Regions from separate parts of the Sus scrofa genome. Here regions 1, 2 and 4 are each linked to region 3. A link is a contact called in public HiChIP or PLAC-seq and promoter capture Hi-C data. All regions are on one chromosome and are shown on one strand. Each heading gives the region's core, a stretch centred on a gene start, on an enhancer-like site or on the middle of the called end of the contact. The rest is flanking DNA. Distances are from core to core; before and after follow the strand shown.

What was found. Promoter capture Hi-C pulls out the DNA fragments that hold promoters and counts their contacts. HiChIP or PLAC-seq counts read pairs in DNA pulled down with a chosen protein or histone mark.
Region 1: an H3K27ac HiChIP or PLAC-seq map of alveolar macrophages shows a contact between it and region 3. The contact joins the promoter of POGZ here to the promoter of SNX27 in region 3. A contact is called at or near these places in 1 of 5 promoter capture datasets (fetal liver), 1 of 47 Hi-C or Micro-C datasets (embryonic fibroblasts) and 1 of 2 datasets of contacts at active chromatin or transcription factors (alveolar macrophages).
Region 2: a promoter capture Hi-C map of liver shows a contact between it and region 3, with 4 times the contacts expected there. The contact joins the promoter of C2CD4D here to the promoter of SNX27 in region 3. A contact is called at or near these places in 2 of 5 promoter capture datasets (fetal liver and liver) and 4 of 47 Hi-C or Micro-C datasets (embryonic fibroblasts, epiblast stem cells and liver).
Region 4: a contact with region 3 is called in a promoter capture Hi-C map of liver, with 3 times the contacts expected there. The contact joins the promoter of MRPL9 here to the promoter of SNX27 in region 3. A contact is called at or near these places in 1 of 5 promoter capture datasets (liver) and 1 of 2 datasets of contacts at active chromatin or transcription factors (alveolar macrophages).

Annotation. Positions count from the first base shown.
Region 1 is chr4:97,775,273-97,777,972 of Sscrofa11.1, reverse strand. It overlaps POGZ (pogo transposable element with ZNF domain), which reads right to left and starts at 1,394. Exons shown (of 19, transcript XM_005663451.3): 1 at 1,044-1,394.
Region 2 is chr4:97,365,947-97,368,646 of Sscrofa11.1, reverse strand. It overlaps C2CD4D (C2 calcium-dependent domain-containing protein 4D), which reads right to left and starts at 1,275. Exons shown (of 2, transcript XM_005663439.3): 1 at 1,153-1,275; 2 at 1-269. The coding sequence starts at 194. It overlaps LOC110260324 (a long non-coding RNA gene), which reads left to right. Exons shown (of 4, transcript XR_002343438.1): 4 at 1,047-1,159.
Region 3 is chr4:97,619,504-97,622,203 of Sscrofa11.1, reverse strand. SNX27 (sorting nexin-27) reads left to right here and starts at 1,388. Exons shown (of 12, transcript XM_003125761.6): 1 at 1,388-1,888. The coding sequence starts at 1,578.
Region 4 is chr4:97,446,786-97,449,485 of Sscrofa11.1, reverse strand. It overlaps MRPL9 (39S ribosomal protein L9, mitochondrial), which reads right to left and starts at 1,326. Exons shown (of 6, transcript XM_003355177.4): 1 at 1,142-1,326; 2 at 820-976; 3 at 221-345. The coding sequence starts at 1,294. OAZ3 (ornithine decarboxylase antizyme 3) reads left to right here and starts at 993. Exons shown (of 6, transcript NM_001301406.1): 1 at 993-1,083.

The DNA of each region.
Region 1 (2,700 bases), core at 145-2,644, 160 kb before region 3:
ATGTCCAAGACAAGCAGAGAAACGTCCAGCATTAGCAACAATTTGGGGGAATCCCCCGTGTGACAGGCGAAGAAATCAGGACAACTCGTAGAAAGGAGAGAAAGCAGGTGAATCAACGACATCACTCCTTTTCAGAAGGTGCTAAAAACCTAGAAAAATAGTCCCTGGGATAAACATGGCGCCCACCGCGGCAGGATATAATCATCGGAAAATAAAGATTTTAAGCCCCATCCCATTTTGTAAATCACGGCGCCAGCCCAAAGAAATCTTAGAGCGCGGGGAGGGGGGCTGGGGGGGAGGAGACTTTGTAAACTAACAGCGGTGCGCTAAGGCTTGGGATGTACTATACGACCGAGCGGGAATTACATAACACAAGGGAGCGGCTAAGCAATCACTCATTTTCCTCCTGGAGCTCAAAAAGAGAGCCCCACTCTTGGCCCGGCGGGGGTGGGGCGGAGAGGACCCAGCACTACCCCTACCCCACCCCCGGGGGACCTCGGCCCGCCGCCCCTCCCGCCCGCCTCCCCGGCGCGGCCTCGCCCCCTAGCCAGCCCCTCCCGCCGCGCCCCGCCGTCTCGCTGCTGCCCGCGCCCCCGCCCCTTCCCCGGCGGGCCGCCGCCCGCGCCCGCGCCCGCCCACTCCTCCGAGACGCCTCGCGCCGGGTGTGCGTGTGGACGTCGGCTGTGTGCGGGGCCGTGGGGCGCGAGTGCGCGCGCGCGCGCCGCGGCAGGCGCCGGGGGGCGGGGGCGGCCGGCAGGCAGGGGCCTCCCCGGCCCGGCCCGCCGCGCAACTCGCGCGGCTCCCGGGGCGCACGCACTCACACACGCTCTCGCGCGCCGCACCCCACGCCCGCCGCCGCCGCGGGCCGCGACGCCACTCGAGGGGGGCGGGGGCGCGCGCCACCGGGCCCCCGCCCCCACCCCTCGCGTTCCCGCCCCATCCCCCTCTCATTGTCTCGCCTCGGAACGCCTCGCCGAGCGAAAAGATAACGGAACCCCCGGGAGAAGGGGGTGGGGAGAGAGAAGGCTCGCTCGCTCACTCACCTCCCGTGGTCGTCGCCGCCGGTAGTCTGACCCGAGGAAGGCGCCGTCGCCTTAAAGGGACCTTGCACCCCGCGCCGGGAGAAGGGGGTGGGAGCAGGGGAGGGGACGGGGGCTTGGGGGGAGACGGAGAAGAGGGAACCGTTGAAAGCTAGTCTCCCCGAGGGTGAAAGGAAACCTCCCTCGGGTTCGAGTGATTTGAGGTGGATTTTTTTTCCCGAGGGGGGCGGGGGGCCCCCGAGGGAGGGGGGCGGGGGGGCCGAGGAATGCGGCTCCGTGTACGGGAGCTGGCGCGGGGGAGAGAGACGCCGACTCCCCCCACCGACCCTCTCGCCCCGCGGAGGGATACGACTCGTCACTTCCGCCCTCCCCCTTTCGTGGTTTTTCAATTGGTTGGAGCGCGTGGCACGTCATGGGCTCATCCTAACCCCTGCCCGGGCTTCTTTTCTAGTCAAGTTTGTCTGGGCCTGCAAATAAATAAATAAATAATCTTTCCCAAAAAATGGAATGAAAAATAATTAGCTTCAGAAACAACATCTAAGTTTTGGTGATAAAGATGGGATTTCCAAAGATAATGTTCCCCAATTCACTTGCGGGGACTTTCCAGGGAAATTTTGGGAATCTCCACACTTTCCACTCAAGGCTCTTACCTAACCAAGAGGAGAACCTCATGCCTTAGGCCAGATAGTGAGGCCCAATGGCCCCAACGACTGTCATTAGAACAAAAGCGTCAAAATGGCACTCACTCTTTCTCAAGAGACATGCAGTCAAGTGGCCTTAAGTGAAGAAATTTTAAAAGCCGTTTTTACCCTAGACGCTTCTGGATTCTGGAAGGAAGTCACACATGATTGCTTATTAAGGTGATCATGTATGAAAACTGCTTTGAGATGAGTAGAATCCTCGGAGATCCTCAATTCTAAGAAACTGTAGACTCCTCTTCTGTGCTCTTTGCTCCAAATAAGGCTGACATGGACTGGCCCAAAGATTGATTTGTACATTCAAGACCATCAACCTATTATTTTTCCTCAAACAAAAACTAACCTCTTTCCAAGTGACTAAGAAAGTTTGTCCTTTATTACCTCCTGAGATGATAAAAGCTTAGTATTTTCCTTGGATATTTGAGGAAATAGTTGCTCTTTAATCAATACCCAAACATCTGCTCCAAACCAAATGGTAAATCAAAGTAGTCGTGCAAGGCTGGTGAGATGCAAAAACATATCTATTCTTTTTCTATGTTTACATTCCAAACCACCAGACTATGAAAATTGGCAGTGAAAGTAAGCATTCCAAATTGTGCACCCATGCACATGCATGCACCACCACCCATTTTCATCATCCTATTTCATACCAAAAATATGAGTGATTTCAACTAGTCATTCTTAGGAAAAACTTTATTATTTGAATTGGGAAGATCACCAATCCTTCTGAAAATACTTCTGAAGATTTTCCAGGCCTGATCTGGAAGAGCCCATGGCGGGATTACGGAATCAATCATCAAAAAACATTCTACATGGAGATCTAATCCTATTTTATTCTTTCCCTCCATAATTACTATAATTCATTATGTCATTTGCCTCAGAAATAGTCTTACTGACAAATTTTGCCATATTCTGAGCCTGTTCTGAGTTCTAGCCCAGTAGACTATACCATGTACCATTGA
Region 2 (2,700 bases), core at 26-2,525, 250 kb after region 3:
GGCTCGGCGCCTCCTGGGTCGGAGAGCCGAGGCGGGATGATGAACTGCGGGATACGATCGGGGGTGAGGACGTTGGGGCAGGCGCGAGCCAGCTGGCCGGGGGTGCGGCGCTTAGGAAACAGGCTGGAGGGCGCCCACCGAGCCCGAGACTCCGCCGCCCCCACCCTGTAGCCAGCTTTTTCCAAGAGCCACATGCGGCGGGGCAGGGGGCTGAAAGTCTGAATTCTCCGAGGCCGAGAGGGTCCAAATCCAGCGTCTCGTAAGGAGGCCTGGCCGAGAAAGGAAGGGGAGGGCGAAGTGGGTGATGCTGCAAACACCTGGTGGTCCGCAGCCACTCCCTTCTTTAACGACCCACAGGGAGCACTGGTCCCTGTTTGAGCTGAGGTGGGGGGTGGGAGTGGGGTGGGACAAAAGGCGGCAAAGTCTGGGGGCCCCTGGCTAAACTGTCACATTTTCAGATCAGGCCTTGGACATCCGAGTACACAGATTCTCTCATTGGTAACAAAGATGTCCACCCACTCCGGAGGTAGAAGGCTGAACACTCATTAGAACGCTAAGCTTCTCTTAGAATAGAGTAACATCTGCATTATCAAAAGATCTGTAACCACAAGCTCCCACCCAGATCCAGAATCCCAAACATATACAAGCTCCCCCAAGAGACATCCTGCGGGAAGACTCAGGCTCTCCTACTAGGCCCGATCTGGCACCCCCTGGGACACCTCCACGCCCAGCTTCCCTCCCCTGCGGCAGGGCTAGCTTCTCAAGCTGAGCCATCCTTCGGCCCTATCCCCACCTGCCTTCTCTTGCTCCTCCCTCGCCTCCTGAGTTGTTCCAGGCCAGAAGCAGACTCGCTGCACACTTGGCTGCTGCCCTGCGAGCACCCAGAGCTGCTTCAAGGAGATGTACCTTTGCGGGGCACAGGATCCCACCCCCCTAAGGCCCTGTCCGTCCTGCTCCCTGCCTCCTAGCCCTACCTCATCCCAAGTCCGCAGCGCGGGCCCAGCGGTTGGGCCGTCCCTCCCTCTCTCCACTCCTTTTCTCCCTAGGAAACCGCTGAGCACAAAGGCAGCATTGATTCTCCACCACCCGTGAGGGGACTCTGGGAGGCCCGGCCGCCGCCGCGCGCTGCTTACCGCACCCTCTCGCCCGCACCTGGGGGAGCACGATGTTCCGACCTTCTGCTTGGGAGTCTGAGCCCACTGCAGCGGCTCCGTCGGCACCTGGAGGGCAGGCCTCACCTGCGAGCCGCCTCTGGGTCCTGGCCTCTGGCCAGGAGGCGTTCAGAACCGGAGGGGAACAGCTTCCTACCCCAGCCCAGTCCTTCTGGGAGGAGTTGGCAGGGGCCTCCGTTGCGTTGCCAACGTACGACCTCTTTTCCTGGATAAACACAGCTCTGTCTCTGCAGCCATCAGGCCGGCCTTCTTAACTCCTTCCTTCGGGTTTCCAGCAGAAAGCCAGCCCTGCGCCCCTGAGGTTTTCTCTGCTGGGCCCAGGCCGCTGGGGAGTTGGGGAAGGGCTGCAGCGAAAAGGGTGACAGCCCTTTAGGGAGCAGTGGCCTCTATCTTTCTGTGCTACACTGGCCCCACCCCAGCCCTCCTAGGTGAAGCCCACAGCCGTGGCAACACAAAAGGTAACTTCTGCAAAACCCTCCTTGCCGGAATCCTGCCTTGGGCCCCATTGTTCCCGTCTAGAGCCATTCACATTGCTCCCAGACAGGGTGATTTGCGGTGACTATTTCTCTGAATTACACGGGACCAAGGAAACGTGACCAGCCTCAAGATTTCTGGACACAGAGACACTGAGGACAGAGCTGGTTCCATCAGAGCCCAGGTCAGGCTGGCGGCAAGCACGGTGGCAACCCCCCATTCTTGTTAGAAGTGTGTTAAACTGTAAACATGGAGGATGTCTCCTCCCTCCTTCCCCTCCTTGAAGACAGCTCTAGGAAGCACAGACTACCACGGAAAAGATGAGGCCATCAACTGTACTCCAGGTACAGTCACTATCCTTCATTCCCTCCTTAGGGCCTTTGCCTAAACTCTTTCCTCTCCTAGGACCACTCCCTCTTCATCTTTTGGCTCTGGAGGCCCTCGCTGATATCCTCACCATTGATATTAAGGGCTTCTGTTCTCTACCTTCACAGCACCCCATACTCCCCTTTATGGTACTGTTCACAGTTCTTCCTGTGATTTATTTATGTGATTGTTTCATGACTTCCTCCCTTACTAGACTGTAAGCATCACAAAGACAGTGCTTAGAATAAGGCAGGTGCTCAGTCAGGATTTTTTTTTTTTTTTTGTCTTTTTTGTTGTTGTTGTTGTTGCTATTTCTTGGGCCGCTCCCGCGGCATATGGAGGTTCCCAGGCTAGGGGTTGAATCGGAGCTGTAGCCACCGGCCTACGCCAGAGCCACAGCAACGCGGGATCCGAGCCGCGTCTGCAACCCACACCACAGCTCACGGCAACGCTGGATCGTCAACCCACTGAGCAAGGGCAGGGACCGAACCTGCAACCTCATGGTTCCCAGTCGGATTCGTCAACCACCGCGCCACGACGGGAACTCCTCAGTCAGGATTGTTGAATGAATTAATGATATTAAGCAGAACTGCACCTGCATTAGTTCACTTATCCCTTCACTGGGCTAGGTGCTGGGGATACATAGAATGGAGAAGCAGTTTAAGGGGAGAGACATAACAGCAAAAAC
Region 3 (2,700 bases), core at 139-2,638:
ATTCAGTCCCTGGCCCGGGAACTTCCATACACGGTAGGTATGGCCATTGAAAAAAAAAAAAAAGAACTTGGGAATTCCCATTGCGGCACAGCGGAAACGAATCATAAGGTTTCAGGTTCGATCCCTGGCCTTGCTCAGTGGGTTAAGGATCCGGTATTGCCATGAGCTGTGGTGTAGGTTACAGACCTGGCTCAGATCCTGTGTTACTGTGGCTGTGGTACAGGCTGGCAGCTATAGCCCCAATTAGACCCCTAGCCTGGGAACCACCATATGCTGACAAGTGTGGCCCTAAAAAGCAAAAAAAAAGACAAAGAAAAGAACTCCACTGTGATGATGGGAAGAACAAAATGAATTTCAAATAAAGGTTAACTTCAAAATCATTGCTCCATAATGTCTGTTATCACTATACGTGGAATTAAGAAATAAATACTAGTGAATATAACAAAAAAGAAAGACGCACAGATAATAGAAAACAAACTAGTGGTTACCAGTGGGGAGAGAGAATGAGGGAGGGGCACAATAGTGGTAGGGGATTAAAAGGTACAAACTGCTGTGTATATAATCAATAAGCTACAAGTATATACTGTGTGGCACAGGAAATAGAGCCAATATTTTATAATAGCTATAAATGGAGTATAATCTTTAATAATTGCGAATCACTATACCTGACACACAATATTGTATTTCAACTATACCTCAACTAAAAAATATATATATGAATATTTTTAAATTAAAAAGCAAAAACACCCAAACCTCCAAATCATTGCAAACTGAAATGATTAATTGGCCTACTCTAATATCCAGGTCTAAATCACTGGGACCACAGTTTCTCCTACATATGCTTTTCACATACGTGGGGCATAGTTTTTAGGTAGTTGCGGTATACAAAAATAATGTTGCACAAAAATAACTGGGCTTTAGTTCCTATTACTTAATAGCTCACTTTGGTTCGGTTTCCTAATACGTGAAATAGAGAAATGAATTCATGTTCCATTTGTCTCACAAGATTGTTGGGGTTGTGGAATAAAATTACCAACGTAGAAACAAAGTTATTGAGCAAACGAGTTGTTACAATTTAAGACTGTGTTGAATCGCAGACGTCGATTTGTCCTAATATTATTGTTTTTAGAGGCCACTAAATGAAAGGAGAAAAATAAAACTTGTCCCACCTCAACAGCTGAACCTGTCAGCCACACTCGAGGCTGGGTTGGCAGCTCACGGTCCAACAGGAAACTCCTAAAAAAAGCGTAAAGGGCGAACTACAACCCCCAGCAGGCTTTGCGCCCGAAATTGCGTCATATAACTTCAGCTCCGTCCTGGGCCTAGCCCTACCCCCACAGCCCTCACCATCCAGAAACTACATCTCCCAGGAGGCTTCACGGTGTCTAACCGTCCTCTTTCACCCCCGCCCCCTGCCTCCCCATAGCCCGCGCCGGCAGCTCGGTGGCCAACTCCGGTCCCGCGATCGGCAGAGCGAGCGCGCGCGCCGGAGGTCGCGCGGCTGCTGAGAAGGGCGAGCACGCGCGGAGGGAGTGGAGGCGTAGCGGGGTGGGAGTACAGCTCGCTCAGCTCGCAAGATGGCGGACGAGGACGGGGAAGGGATTCACCCCGCAGCCCCTCACAGGAACGGAGGTGGCGGCGGCGGTGGAGGGTCTGGGCTCCACTGCGCCGGGAACGGCGGCGGGGGAGGCGGCGGCCCGCGGGTCGTGCGCATTGTCAAGTCCGAGTCCGGCTACGGCTTCAACGTGCGGGGCCAAGTGAGCGAGGGCGGGCAACTGCGGAGCATCAACGGGGAGCTGTACGCGCCGCTGCAGCATGTGAGCGCCGTGCTGCCCGGGGGGGCGGCCGACCGGGCCGGGGTGCGCAAGGGGGACCGCATTCTGGAGGTGTGAGTATCCGGGCTGCTCACCGCCCCATCCCCTCCGCCTGTCCCTGCATTTTCCTTCTACCCCTGTCACCCTCAGGCCGCACCTCCCCGCAACCGCCGAACCGGCCCTCCGGACCCCCGCCTCTCCATGAGGCTTGACCCTTTTACCTCCCCACACCCTGGGTTTCTGGGACCCCCACCTCTCTCCCTGTAATCTCCGGTGTGTGTCCCGTTGCCCGTACTGCTTTTACCCCTGCCCCCATTCCTTTGGTTTCCTTTCTGCCCCTTTGCCTTCCCCTTTGGCATGCGGCTTTCTGCTCCTCGGTGCCCCTCGCTTTCCTCATATTGACTCTCTTCTGCTTCTAACTGACAGCATTTCCTTTTCTGACCCAGCCACAGTGCCTCCTCCCTAAGTTCTCATCCTGAGCATCGTAGTTTCTTGTTCTCCACCACTCCTTTCAGCCCCCTGGACCGTCCCCTCTCCCCTCTAGAGCAAGTAGGCGGGACCTTTGGTCGCTCCTACTCCCCGCCCCCCGCGCCCCCCGCAACAACGTCCCTCCACGCCGCACTCTTTTTCTTTTCTTAGTTACCCTCTCCTTATGGTTAAGCACTCCCTGTATTTTTCTGTCCTGCTGTGTGCCCCTTTCCTCCCCTTCGTGTTGTATTCGTACTCCGAGAATACCTTCTTTTCTGCCCCCCCCCCAAATGATGGTGTCGTCTTTGACATGATAGTTTCTCTCCACCGTAATTCCCATATTACACCAGGATTTTGACTCTAGGGTCTCCATCACTACATCCCTCTGAGAGCATCCCTGTTCTGGCCCCTGTCTTCA
Region 4 (2,700 bases), core at 77-2,576, 170 kb after region 3:
GCTAGAAATAAGAAAGTTAAAGATGAATAAAAAAGAAAAGTAAGTCTAAGGTAACTAACAGTAAGGTAACTTACTATTCTGAGCATAGGCTAGGCTTCTGAATTCCTGTTCTTCTAGTCCCTACTTCATTTTCAAATTAAATATCAAAGGTAAAGAAGCTGCTAGAGTAAATCTAGGTTTTAATTCTTCCAAGGCCCTCTCTGCCCTCTTTTGAGCTCACCAATTTCTCCTCTTCAAACAGCTTCTTGTTTTCAGGAGATGCATATACAGCCAGTCCTTGAGGAAGTAGCCGATTACGGCCCACAGATTTTTTCACTGAGACGAGGTCACCTCGGACTCCAAGTTCTGCCAACAGAGAATAGAGAAAACGGATCAGAATTATCTAGCAGTCCCTAAAGAGGAGAGAACTCAAGAAAAAAAGGCCTTCTCTCAGTGCTTATTCTTTTTAGAAAAAAATATCAGTATCCACTAGGAGCAACACGTAAGAGACTTCTCATTCATTTCTTTAGGGCCTGATGAATGTTCCCTGTGCAACGTGACGTGCTGTCCTATCACAGGATTTCACTATTTATGGCACGTACTGTCAGACTTCTCTTCCCATACACACCGTTAATGACGCTGCTGCATTTATCTTCTAATCTTCTAGGTAGGAGGCCAATGTCACAATCACAGTACTTTTTAGGGCTCCCTTTTCTCAAATAGAGAGCTAATTATTCCAGCAAAGTAGTCAAAGAGGCAAAAAAAAAAAAAAAAAAAAAAAAAAAACTGATACCAAACAGGACCAGCCTGAGATAGGAAGTATCTCTGTCCGGGCCTTACCTTCCACCGACTGCGTGAGGACGAGCTCCAGATTGTCTTTGGGCCGATGTTTCGTGTCCTCCACTAGCTTGTAGACGCGGTGTCGCCGATGCAGACGCGGCTTCCGGCCCTCTCCGGCTAGCGGCACCTTCCACCAACGCTCCACAATGACCGTGCTCTGGTGGCCGGGGGAACAACGATAAGCGAGTCTCCCTGCAAAGGCCTCCTCCTCTGGCCGCCAGCACCTGAAAAAGAGCCCACCACCCCAGGCCGGGGCCTCACCAGGTCTCAACCGCGCCCCCCCAAACAGTACTCAGACCCAGAACTCAGACCCGGCCCTCACCCGACTGAGAGAGAGGCTGAAGGCGCGCTCCGAGCGGGGGGTGACCCCTTCAAGTCGCGGCCGGAGGAGCGCCCGAACTCCTCCTCGCAGCAGCCGCTCAAGGCCTGCCCGCAGCAGACCTCCGCCCGCGGCCGTGCAGGCGGCCGCCGCCATGGTCGCGGACGCCGAGGGAGAACTGGAAGGGCCCCGGCGCCGGCGGCAGAAAAGGTCCCCACCGGGTGCCCGCGGCGCGCCTGAGACGGAGCTCAGCCTGGGGAAGCCCGGGCAGCAGACGCCGCCGCCGCCGCCGCCGCCTTGGGATCTGGGATGAGTGCTCTATGATTCAGCATTTCCCCCACTCTCTTCTTTTTATTTCTTTTTGGTTGGAGGAGGGACACCCATAGCCATCGATGACTGTTGGGTTTCACTAACAGCCTCTTCCCCTTTTGGCTTCACTTTTTTTTTTTTTTTTTTTTTTTTTAAGTTTATGGCTGCACCTGCAGCATATGGAAGTTCCTGGGGCCAGGGATTGAATCCAAGCCACAGCTGTGGCAATGCTGAATCCCTAACCCATTGCGCCAGGCCGCCAGGCAGAGGATTGAACCTGCAGCTCGGAAGCGGCCCCAGCTGCTGCAGTCAGATTTTTAACCCACTGTGCCCTGGCGGGAACTCCATGGCTACTCTTTGTCTTTAGAGCGGCGGCTTTGATTCAGTTCTAGTAGTTCTCCGACGTCACTTCTAATTCTGACATTCTATGAAAACTGAGTGCTGGGGTCGGGGGTGGCGTGTGCTGCTCTCACTTTTCCTTGCTCCAAATCTACCCAAAAGTGGTGAAAGGATGGATCCTATGGAAGACTGTGTCAACCTGAGGAGTTCTCTAACTCTTAATCATTACTCTGCAGTATTTGGGCTCATATTTAATGAATTCTAAATCACAAGGGGGATAGTTCCCTCTGTGGAGTGTTTCAGTACAGGGAGTAAACCATATAAATGGAATGAATAGGGTCTGTTTGGCAGGAAAGATATTATGGAAAGATGCTCTATGCATCATGTTATTTGACCCATAAACAGCCTTTGACCGGCAGTCCCTCCTCCTAATTATACTTTCTTAGCTTTCAGGACACCAATTTGTTTTTGTTTTTTTCCTACTTCATTATTTTTCTTCACGGTCTCCTTTGCAGATTTCTTTTATTCCTACTTCTTAGAGTACCCCCAGGATTCAGTCTTTGGATCTTTACTCATCTCAGTGTACACATTCATCTTTACTCATCTCTGTCTCGTGGCTTAATGTACCATTTATATGCCAATGAGTTCAAATTTCTGTCTCCATCCCAGATTTCTAAACTCCAGACCTGAATTATCCAACTGCTTACATGTCATCTTTCCCTTATATGTCTAATGAACAATTCAAAGTCAACGTGCTCCTAAGTAAACCCATCTCTACCTCCCGGTCTACACGGCCTCACCAGCAGCCCAGCAGCCCTTCCCCTTTCAGTAGATGATAACTCCATTCTTTCAGGGTTGGTGTTTTGTTTTGTTTTGGTGGTCTTTTTGGGGACAAATGCTCGGCACATGGAGGT